Linked DNA regions of Mus musculus: region 2 is linked to region 1. The links are chromatin contacts, called in public promoter capture Hi-C maps. All regions are on one chromosome and are shown on one strand. The core of a region is the stretch at or near the end of the contact, and the rest is flanking DNA. Distances in the headings are between cores, read along the strand shown.

What was found. Promoter capture Hi-C pulls out the DNA fragments that hold promoters and counts their contacts.
Region 2: a promoter capture Hi-C map of the 3T3-L1 cell line shows a contact between it and region 1, with 4 times the contacts expected there. The contact joins the promoter of Rimbp3 here to the promoter of Abcc1 in region 1. A contact is called at or near these places in 1 of 39 promoter capture datasets (the 3T3-L1 cell line) and 1 of 115 datasets of contacts at active chromatin or transcription factors (astrocytes).

What each region holds. Positions count from the first base shown.
Region 1 is chr16:14,358,125-14,363,446 of GRCm38.p6, forward strand. It overlaps Abcc1 (ATP-binding cassette, sub-family C (CFTR/MRP), member 1), which reads left to right and starts at 3,434. Exons shown (of 31, transcript NM_008576.3): 1 at 3,434-3,519. The coding sequence starts at 3,472.
Region 2 is chr16:17,205,741-17,210,817 of GRCm38.p6, forward strand. It overlaps Rimbp3 (RIMS binding protein 3), which reads left to right and starts at 2,395. Exons shown (of 1, transcript NM_001033338.3): 1 at 2,395-5,077. The coding sequence starts at 2,974. It overlaps Gm22129 (a small nuclear RNA gene), which reads right to left and starts at 158; the gene lies at 52-158.

The sequences.
Region 1 (5,322 bases), core at 2,184-4,683:
GGATCAAGGTCAATCAATGTACAGTGCAGTCCCTGGTGTTTCTGGTGTTTCTCCACAAACACCAGCCAACTCTTACTAGGACATTTTCTACCCAGACCAATTCAACTAACTGGATCTCTGTGTAAAGAAGTCATCAAATGGCCGGGTGTGGTGGCACACACCTTTGATCCCAGCACTTGGGAGGCAGAGGCAGGCGGATTTCTGAGTTCGAGGCCAGCCTGGTCTACAGAGTGAGTTCCAGGACAGCCAGGGCTACACAGAGAAACCCTGTCTCGAAAAACCAAAAAAAAAAAAGTCATCAAATGATGATTTGTCTAAGACATCTGTGTCTGCGAATGCTCCTCTAACTTGGGATCCTAGATCAGCAGGAGGACCAGAGCTGGTACAATGAGCTGATCCTTGATGTGTCCCTGTGCAAAAGGACTGTCAGTGCTGGTTAGAGGACTGTTGTATCTTCTTCACCTTCAAGAGAAACTGGTACAAGGTTTGGAACAGGACCTCAGGACATAGCTAGTGTCCTGCAGGAGCTTCCTGCCACCCTTCTACTTCCCTATGCCTTAGGCCCAATACAGGAAATCTGGTGTCACTCCTACTAGGTCAGCAGCTTCAGCCTAGGGAGTGGTCACTGCATCCAGATGTTGTTTGGCTCAACCCAGGGAAACACCAAGGAGGAGGTGGTGAGATTCTACTCTGAGGTTATGAGTGGAGTTATACTGCACGGGCCTGGCCCCAGTGCAGCCTGCTGTAATGCTGCTCTGGGGCCTCAGTGGAATCCCTTATATCCTGTACTTTCTGGGTACCCCTATCTGGCTTAGTCACCCATCTCCCAGCCCCCTTCGTGGCAGGGTCTGTGGCAATCAATTTAAATAGAACAGACGTTTCACATGGAAAAAGTATAAAAAAAGCACCATGCACAGTTCACACTGATAGTCCCAGCCCCTCAGAGGTTGAGGCAGGAGGATGTCTGGGTCTCCTACACCACAACACCCTCAGTTTATCCATGCAGTTCTAGGGCAGAATTTCCTGTGTGAAATGCAGGCCATCCCACTGGACAGAAGTGTTACACTCTGTCACCTGTTCACTATCTATGGACTCTGGCTCCGTCCCCTTTCGCTCAAGCTTATGCCTGTCTGTGTAATATCCCTGCTTTTGCTTCTTTTGAGTGTCTCTCACTCATGCCACCTGCCTCTGCCTTCTCCGTGCTAGGGTTAAAGGTGTGTGGAGCCCTGCCCAACCTTTCCCCTTAATTTTCAAATGAAATGAAATTTATTTTGTGTATATGTGTGAGTGCAGGTGCAGATGTGCTCTGGAGCACTAGTGATGGTCAAAGAAGAGCCTCAGGAGTCGATCCTCTCTTGCTACCTTGTGGGCTTGGGAGACCAGGTTGTCAGAGCTGCATGCAAGCACCTTTGCTGGATAAGCCATCTCACTGGCTGTCTCTGATTTATTTGTTGAGACAGCATCTCTCACTGAATTTAGACTTCACAACTGGGCTAGGCTGACTGGCTGTTGAGTTCTAGGAATCTGCCTGTCTCCATCTCCCCAGGACCACATTACAGATGTGCCCTGACACATGGGCGTTTTCTGACATGGATGCTGGAGTCCAGACTCCAGGTTCTCAGGTTTGTGCAGTAGTACTTACCCAGCTAAGCTTTGTCACCAGAACTGCTCTGTTCTACGTTTTGTGTCAGGGTCTCATGCAGTCCTGGTTGGCCTCGAACTCAAGATCCTCCTTCAGCCTCCCAAGTACTGAGATCGTGGGCGTTCACCACCAGTCTTGGCTGCTTCATAGTTTTCTTATAGGCTGCTTTCCTCAGCTCAAGACACAGCCCAGCCCAGGCTGGAATCCCAACCATGCTTGTGTTTAGCTCAAAAGCTTTCTTTCAGAAAGCCTTCTAGACTTTTACCTGAGCAGGCCTGGCCCCCTTGATCCTCTTTATCCCCTTCCTGGATCTTGCAACAGTTTCAAATACACTTTCCGATTATGAAAGCATGTCATTAAGATCTGTTGCCTTATCACTAAAACACATGAAAATACAGCTCCACTTTCCCGTCTGTCAGATCTGAGCATATTCCAGCTGCTAGCTTGCTAGAGCCTAGCAAGACTCCTGCTATACAGCAGATGCTCAATAAATATGGGTAACAGTGCATTGAGAATTGTTACCTGAAAGTAATTATCTTTAAAAAACTTATTCACAGAGGTAAAGAAACTTCCTGCCAAGCCTGATGACTTGAGTTAGCTCCCTGGAATCCACAAAGTTCCACAAAAAACAACTCTCCCAGGCTGTCCTGACCTCCACAAGCACAAGTTTATATACACACCCACACACATACACACATAGAAGTAAATGCTGTTACTACAACCACCACCTCCACCACCACCACCACCACCACCACCACCACCACCAAACTCTTATTCATACTGAGGGGGACCTGACTTGTGGTTGACCTTCAAAAATTGTTTATCTTACTCATTTTCTTTATTACTTTTTAAATTAAAATATTTTTTCAGGGGTATACATAGCTCAGCTGGTGGAGTGGTTCCTGCTGACAACAAAACCTAGGAGGAAGCCTGGGTTTTGTTGTCAGCGCCCCAGGTGGCTGGGGTAATAAGAAGTGGAGGAAAGGTGATGCACACCTTTAATCCCAGAGCTTGGGAGACAGAGGCAGGCAGATCTCTGAGTTCGAGGCCAGCCTGGTTTACAAATTGAGTTCCAGGACAGCCAGGGGCTTCATAGAGAAACTTCAGTCTGTCTTAAAAAAAAAAAAAAAAAAAATGGAGGCAGAGGGGCTCACAAGTTCAGGGTCATTCATCCTCTACTACATAGTGCTTTAGAGGCCAGATTTAGTTATTATATGAAACCCTGTCCCCAAATTCCTCATACCAAGTAATAAGGAAATGAGTTATTTCCTGGCTGCACTCAGAATGGGAGAAATTCCCAGGGTGCTTTGCAGACCATGGAGGAGGGGTGGCAAACTGGTGTTCAGGATGGAGATCTCAGTGTTTAGAATGGATTCATAGGGCTCCTGATTCAAACGAACTACACTTCTACTCGTTGAGGGACTCTGAGCGAATTTCCTCACCTTTCTGAGCCTCAGTTTCCTTATCTGTTCTCTTTCCTTTCTTGGGAGCTCACATCCATATCCCTCCAGGTGCAACTGAAGGAAAAAGCCCTAAAATCACGCAAGCACCGAGCGTTCTCCCGCAGCGGGGGGCCAGCGGTACAGTTAGGGTCACCTGGGATGAAGCCCAGGTGTGGAGGGCCCAGTGCGGGGTTCTTCCGGGCCGTGTCGGCTTTAGGAGCCGCCAGTGAGTGGGAGCTGCAGACGAGGCCTGCAGGCCCAGGCCAGGGCAACTCGTGGCCGTGCTCGCTCCCACGCGCGGGGCGGGGCGGGGTGGGGCGGGGCTGCATCCCGGTGACGCGGGCCAACCGCGCGGCGCTGCGCCTCCTCGCTCAGCCGGCCGCCCGCATGGCGCTGCGCAGCTTCTGCAGCGCTGATGGCTCCGATCCACTCTGGGTAAGGTGGTGGGCCGCGGGGGACGGCGCGGGGGCGACCGGGGACTCGGAGGACGTGGGGGGACGCTGGGACGCGCGGACCCAGCTGCTCCCCTAGCCGGAGCCCTGCTCTGCTTACGCGGGGATTCGCCACCCGGGCCCCGGCGTAGCCGCCGCTCTCTTACTCTGGGGACCGGGTTCCGGGAGAGCTGGGTGTGTGCGGGGAGGTGCCTCTGTGCTTTGGGGTTCTGCCATCGGGAAGGGACGCCAGATCTGGAGGCAGCAAATTGGGGATTTTCTGTGTTTTGTGGGGGTAGGATCTCCGTTTACCGCGCACACACTATCATAGAGCACCGTGCAGGAGCCCAGACTCTAGAAAGGGACTTCCCATCGCTTGTGTTGGGGTTCCCCACTGTTTGTTTTACCTCTCGTTTACTCTGGCTTCATGTTTTTTTTTCTCATCCTCTCTCCTTTCTGCCTAAATGCTATCAGGGAACTTTAAGGAAATAAGGAAAAGCCAAGAGAGGGGAGAAGGGCCTTTCTGTCTCTTTTTGTAGGTTTGGGGTGCAGTGGAAAATGCCCTGGACTCTGTAACCAGGAGAGTGCCTTCTACTCTGAGTCAGAGAGACTCCGCTGCTCTGGGGATGTCCCGGGGACTTCAGGCCCTCTCCAGGTAGCTTTCTTGTGAAATGATCCTAGGCTGGGTTCCCTGGCTGACTGCTCTAATCTCCAGTGCTTGTGTATTTCGTGTTCCTGTAATGCTGTTCCTGTAATGCGATTTGCCTGTTATTCCAGAACACTCCTGCATCACATTGTCCTGATTATTAGTGACTACAATAGGAAACCCTGGACACAATGACTTTTCTTTTTGTTTGAGAAACAAGAAAAACATCCCTGTTTCTTAGCAGCTGATGGTTAGCGCCCACAAGTATTTGTTCTGTTTTGTGGTACCTCCGTGATAGACTGCATTAGGAATGATGACCCCTGAAGGCCCCCTGGGAGACTTTTGGGTGAGGAGGGTGCCAATTTTGGTTGAGAAACTTACCATACTTGGATAAATGGTTCATTTTAAAGCCAAGAGGTTGGAGGTTTCTCCAGAGCTGGAAACAGAGCTTGTGATTTACATTCGGGAGTCTGCAAGAGATAGGTGCCTGTTTGCCACACAGGAACACTGTGTGTCCTCTACCCTTGTGCCAAGTGTAGAGACAACGAGGTTATTTTGCAAGAACTCAGGGGGATCTGGGTCACTAACATGGGTGCTGGAGTATTTCCTGAATTTCTTTTTTCTCTTATGGTGGAGGGGAAGTAGACATTAGATTTTCTACCAGTTTGCATATTTTATTTTTGCATATATATAACACACACATACATATATTGTGTGTGTGTGTATGTTTGAGTGTATGCATACCATGGCACATGCGCACATCAGACTTGTGTGGAACTCTCTTTCCACAGTGTGGGTTCTGAGGTCCTCAAGCCTCTCACCAGTTCACATCTGGATGTATCCTATTGTTGCGCAGTGATGACTAGGAAATGTTGGGAGGTATTCTCTAGCTTCTAATATGCTAAAAAGCCTACCCAAGAAGCCTGACTTGGTGTTCTTTCCTTCTTGGAACTTTTTGCCACAGAAAATGAAGATGGATGGATTGTGTTTGGCAGTAGTGGTGGCTGGCCTTCCCCTTAGGCAGCTTCCCATCCTCCCTTAAGTCTCATCTTGCAGATTTCCTTTCGGCCCCTCTTCTCTCTCACTGGTCTAGGCTTGATGGACACCCTGTTTCTGGAGTCCTGGAATCAGAATGGGTGAGAGGGCCACTGGCAAGCAAGA
Region 2 (5,077 bases), core at 1,145-3,644, 2.8 Mb after region 1:
GTTAAACCACACAATGGATCTGTGAACTTGTGAACTTGAGTATTACACATAAAAAATATGGAACGCTTCACGAATTTGCGTGTCATCCTTGCGCAGGGGCCATGCTAATCTTCTCTGTATCCTTCCAATTTTAGTATATGTGCTGCCGAAGCGAGCACCACTGTGGTTTTTTGTAAGCCAGTTAATGCCAGAGCCTGGAAGAACAGGGAGGAACCGGATAGGAGGAAAGTTCCTGATCTACACTAAAGTAGCCAGACAATAGCTATATATGTGATTTTTTTTTTTCTGAGACAGATTTTCTCTGTGTAGCCCTAGCTGTGCTGGAACTCCAGGCTGGCCTCAAACTCACAGAAATCCACCTGCCTCTGCCTCCCAAGTGCTGGGATTAAAGGCATGGGCCACCACCCAGCATTAGGTGTTATTATCATTGTTGGTCTTGTTTTTCCTTGAGGGAAAGAGGAGAGTCTATTGTCCCTCGTTTGAGGTCTGGACCTTACCAACAAGCTGGCTGAAGCTTCATTCCTTGCCCACCTTCAGGCCTCTTCCCAATACCCCCATGCCCGGTGTACACCCTAAAGCTTGCTGACAGGTGTTTGCTGAGTGTTGGAACTGGGTAGGCCTGGAGACCAAGTACAGTACCCTCTATGTTCTTTCTATCTGCCTGGTCCAACCTGCATGGGAAAGACATTCCATTTTTACCTGCTTTGAGTTTGCTCTGGGCAGAGACACAAAGGTTTACTAGTCATACCCATTCCTCAAAGGTAAAGCAGCTGTATGTAGAGTCATCAAGGCAACCCTGTGGGCTAGAGCATCTTGGGAACTCTAAGCCCAGCCTGGAGAGTCCAGAAAGGCTCCTTGGAGTAGAAAACTACCAAATCAATACCAAAAGACAGGAAAAAGTGAGCAGTAGGTAAGAGGACAAGAGTAGGTTTGAGTCAGGTGTAGGGTGCACACCTGTGATCCCAGCTGTCTGGTAGCCTGATGCAGGAAGACCACTAGTGCAAGGTCAGCCTGGACAAATTAGCAACATCCTAACTCAAATATGAATTTAAAAAGGAGATGGGTATAGTGCCATGCACATACCTCTAATCCCACTTGGGAGGCAGAGGCAAGTTGATCTTTGTGAGTTTGAGCCCAGCCTGGTCTACATAGCAACTTCCAAGTCAGCCAGGACATAGAAAGACCAGACCCTGTCTCCAAAACAAAGACAAACACAAAACAAAAAATTCCACCATCGCCACTACTACCACCACCACCAGAAACTTCAAACAGACATTCATGCATGGTGCTGCATACCTTTATTCCAGGCAAGGTCTCTGTGACTTCTAGGATAGCCCAGTAGACATCAGTTCTAAGCCATCCAGAGCTACAGAGTGAGACTATATATATATATATATTTTTTTTTTAATGTTTTGGGGAGCTGGAAAGATGGCTCAAGGGTTATGGGTGCTTGCTGATCTTGCAGAAAACATGGCTTTGGTTCCTCCTCCTGAATGGTGGGATTAAAAGGATATACCACCACTGCTCATCTTAACATCTTACTTTTTTTTTTAAAGATTTATTTATTTATTACATGTAAGTACACTGTAGCTGTCTTCAGACACTCCAGAAGAGGGCATCAGATCTTGTTACAGATGGTTGTAAGCCACCATATGGTTGCTGGGATTTGAACTCAGGACCTTCGGAAGAGCATTTGGTACTCTTAACCACTGAGCCATCTCTCCAGCCCCAACATCTTACATTTTTAAAGGGGCTGAAGACTGAAGATATAATGAATAGTAAAGTGCTTGCCTATTACTTACTAAATGAGACCTTGGGCTCAGTCTCTACTACTACTAGTACTACTACTACTTCACAGAGAGAGAGACAGAGACAGACAGAAACAGAGACAGGATATGAATCTCAGTGGTATAAAATTTGCCCAGCATGTTTGAGGTGGGTGCAATCAATCCTCAGTCACTGCCACCTGCTGATTCAAAAAGGCTCAGATGCAAGACATGTTGGTCAACTCCTGCAATCCAAGCACTGGGGAAGCAGAGACAGCCTGCTCTATAGAGTGAATTCCAGAACAGCCAGCTCTACACACACACACACACACACACACACACACACACACACACACGTCTCAAACAAACAAACAAACAAACAACACAAAGTTTCAGTTGATATAAGAAAAGGCACCGGGCAGTGATGGCCTTTAATCCCAGCATTTGGGAGGCAGAGTCAGGCGGATATCTGAGTTTGAGGCCAGCCTGGTCTACAGAGTGAGTTCCAGGACAGCTAGGGCTACACAGAGGAACGCTGTCTCAAAAAAAACAAAAACAAAAACAAAAACAAAAAAAAAACACAAAAAAACAAAAAACAAAAAAACAAAACCAAAAAGAAAAAAGAAAAGAAAAAGAACAAAGAAAAGGCTTAGCATGTTGGGTCCTGCGTAGGAACAGAGGAGTTATAGCCACTTAGGGCTCAGAGCTCAACCACAAATTTAAGCAGATCTTGTAAGAAGTTTACCTAATTTCAAAACTCGACCAGAAACCCTAGTAGAGCCAGGTGAGATCTGACCAGAATCCATTTTTACTCAGGCCCAGGATCAGCGATCATCTAGGAACCCTACTGGGGATCTAATTCTGGAAAGGATTGCACACTGCCAGGGCGAAAGTGGAACAGGTCACAAAAGCCCTAAAGCAGATATGTGTGGGCTCCGAAATATGCCCGGGGTATCCGGGGAAGTTCAGAGGCTAGTTTGAAAGGGGTCTCAGGAGTTTAGGAAGAAGCGAAAGGCACTCAATCTGTGGGGAGGCGACAGGTTATAAGGGAGATCGCCCCCAAGGCGGAAGAGGCGCGCGGAGGGCACCTAGGGGCGCCGGAAGGGGCGCGTGGGGCGGTTGGCAGCGGCCGGGGGCGGAGGCCGTTGGCTAACTGGCCTACCAATACCAAACTATCTCTCTGGCTTCTTGCCGGGCTGCGGCCACAATGACAAAGGACTCACCCACCCCCTTGGGTGGTGGCCGCGCGTCGCCCAAGAAGCCAAGCAGCCCCGGCCCAGCGGCCGCAGTGCTGGAGGAGCAGAGACGAGAGCTAGAAAAACTACGGGCAGAGCTGGAGGGCGAGCGCGCGCGCGGCCGGTCGGAACGGAGGCGTTTCGCTACCCAGACGCGCCAGCTGCGGGAGTCGGCTGAGCAGGAGCGGCAGCAGCTGGCTGACCATCTGCGCTCCAAGTGGGAGGCACGACGCCTCCGGGAGCTGCGGCAGCTGCAGGAGGAGGTGCAGCGCGAGCGTGAGGCCGAGATCCGGCAGCTGCTGCGCTGGAAGGAGGCAGAGATGCGGCAGCTGCAGCAGTTGCTACACCAGGAGCGCGATGTTGTATTGCGCCAGGCAAGGGAGCTTCAGCGTCAGCTGGCCCAGGAGCTAGTGAACCGTGGTTACTGCAGCCGCTCAGGGGCATCCGAAGCCTCCGCGGCACAATGCCGCTGTCGCCTGCAGGAAGTGCTGGCGCTGCTGCGCTGGGAGACCGACGGCGAACAAGCCGCGCGCATCCGCCACCTGCAGGCGGCGCTAGACGTGGAGCGCCAGCTATTCCTTAAATACATCCTAGAGCACTTCCGCTGGCAGCCGGCTTTACCGGGACCCGCGGACCCCCAAGCCACGCATTCCTTGGAAGAGCCGCCCCTAGAAGCCCAGAGTAACACTGGTGGCACCCCAAAGCCTGCTCGTCGACTCGGATCCCTCGAAAGCCTGAACACTGGCGTCCGGGTTCATTCTCCAAACGACCTGCTGCCCACGCGCGCCGGCTCCCTCGAATCTTTGGCAACAGCACATTCCTGCTCACTGGACAACACACTGAATTGCTCCCAGGCTTCTGAATCCGAGGTAAGGGCCCCTGCGACCAGCGCGTCTATTCCAGACACCTCCAGTCCCCAGCCGCCGCCTCAGCTACCATCAATACATAGGAAACCTAATGACCTGCAGAAAGAAAGCTCCGAGAACAAGCCCTGCGAAGCCTCGACCTCCTCGCCTCCGGGTCTGGACTACCAGGAACTGGTGAGGCAGAACTCGGAGCTGGCCGAGGCATTGCAGGTGCTGGTTCGCCGCTGTTGTGACCTGCGCGAAGAAAACTTGCATCTGCGGCGTAAAGGCTTCTCCGAGGAGGCAGGAGAGAAAGTGAAATGGCTCAAGGTGAAGCACGCAGAGCTGACCGATCTCGCTCAGCGCCTTGAAGACAGGGCCCGCAAGCTTCAGGAGACCAATCTGAGGGCCATGAGTGCTCCAGTGCCAGGTGAGAGCCTCGAAGGTCTGGACCTGAGCCAAGTGTTTACCTGCCAGCGTGCTCAGGACCTGTCAGAACAGGCTGGCGCGCTGCAAGCCAAGGATCTACAGATCGAAGCATTGAGGCGGGAGTGCCACCTGCTGCAGGCGCGCATCGCCGCGGACCTTGGCAGCTCCTCGCATCCTGAAGAGGGCGCCACGTGCGCGCAATGGTGCAACATCAGTGACTTGGACCGGCTGCAGCGTGAGTCTCAGCGGGAAGTGCTGCGCCTGCAAAGACAGTTGACTCTACATCAGAGTAAAGCAGGCGCCTGGGCAGACGCGGGCAGACCCAGCACACCCTCGGAGATAACTCGGCACCAGGTGCAGGCGCTGGAACGCGAGTTGGGTTTACAGCGGCGGGAATGCGAGGAACTGAGCGTTCAGGCAGCCGCAGCTGAGCGGCGCTACGAGGAGACAGAGGCACAACTGCAGGCCGCGCTGCACAAAGGCGCCAGGCTGTCAGAGGAGAATGCACGGCTGCAGGCCCTGGCCAACTGGATGAAGAAGATGGCAGATGAGAACAGCAATGTTTCCCGGCAGCAAAGTCACACGAGGCAGAGGCAGGAACTCGAAGCCACTAGCCTGCTGGCTGAGCAGCTGCTGCAACAAGAGGGATATGCGCAAGACAGGCGGCAGCAGCTGCAGCACTACAAGAATAAAGCCCTAAGTGACCTTAGGACTTCCGGGAAAGAGATGCAGGGGTTGCAATTTCAGCCTGGCCACCCCTCAGAGACATCAGAGACCACCCAAGCTTCAGAGTCCCAAGCCA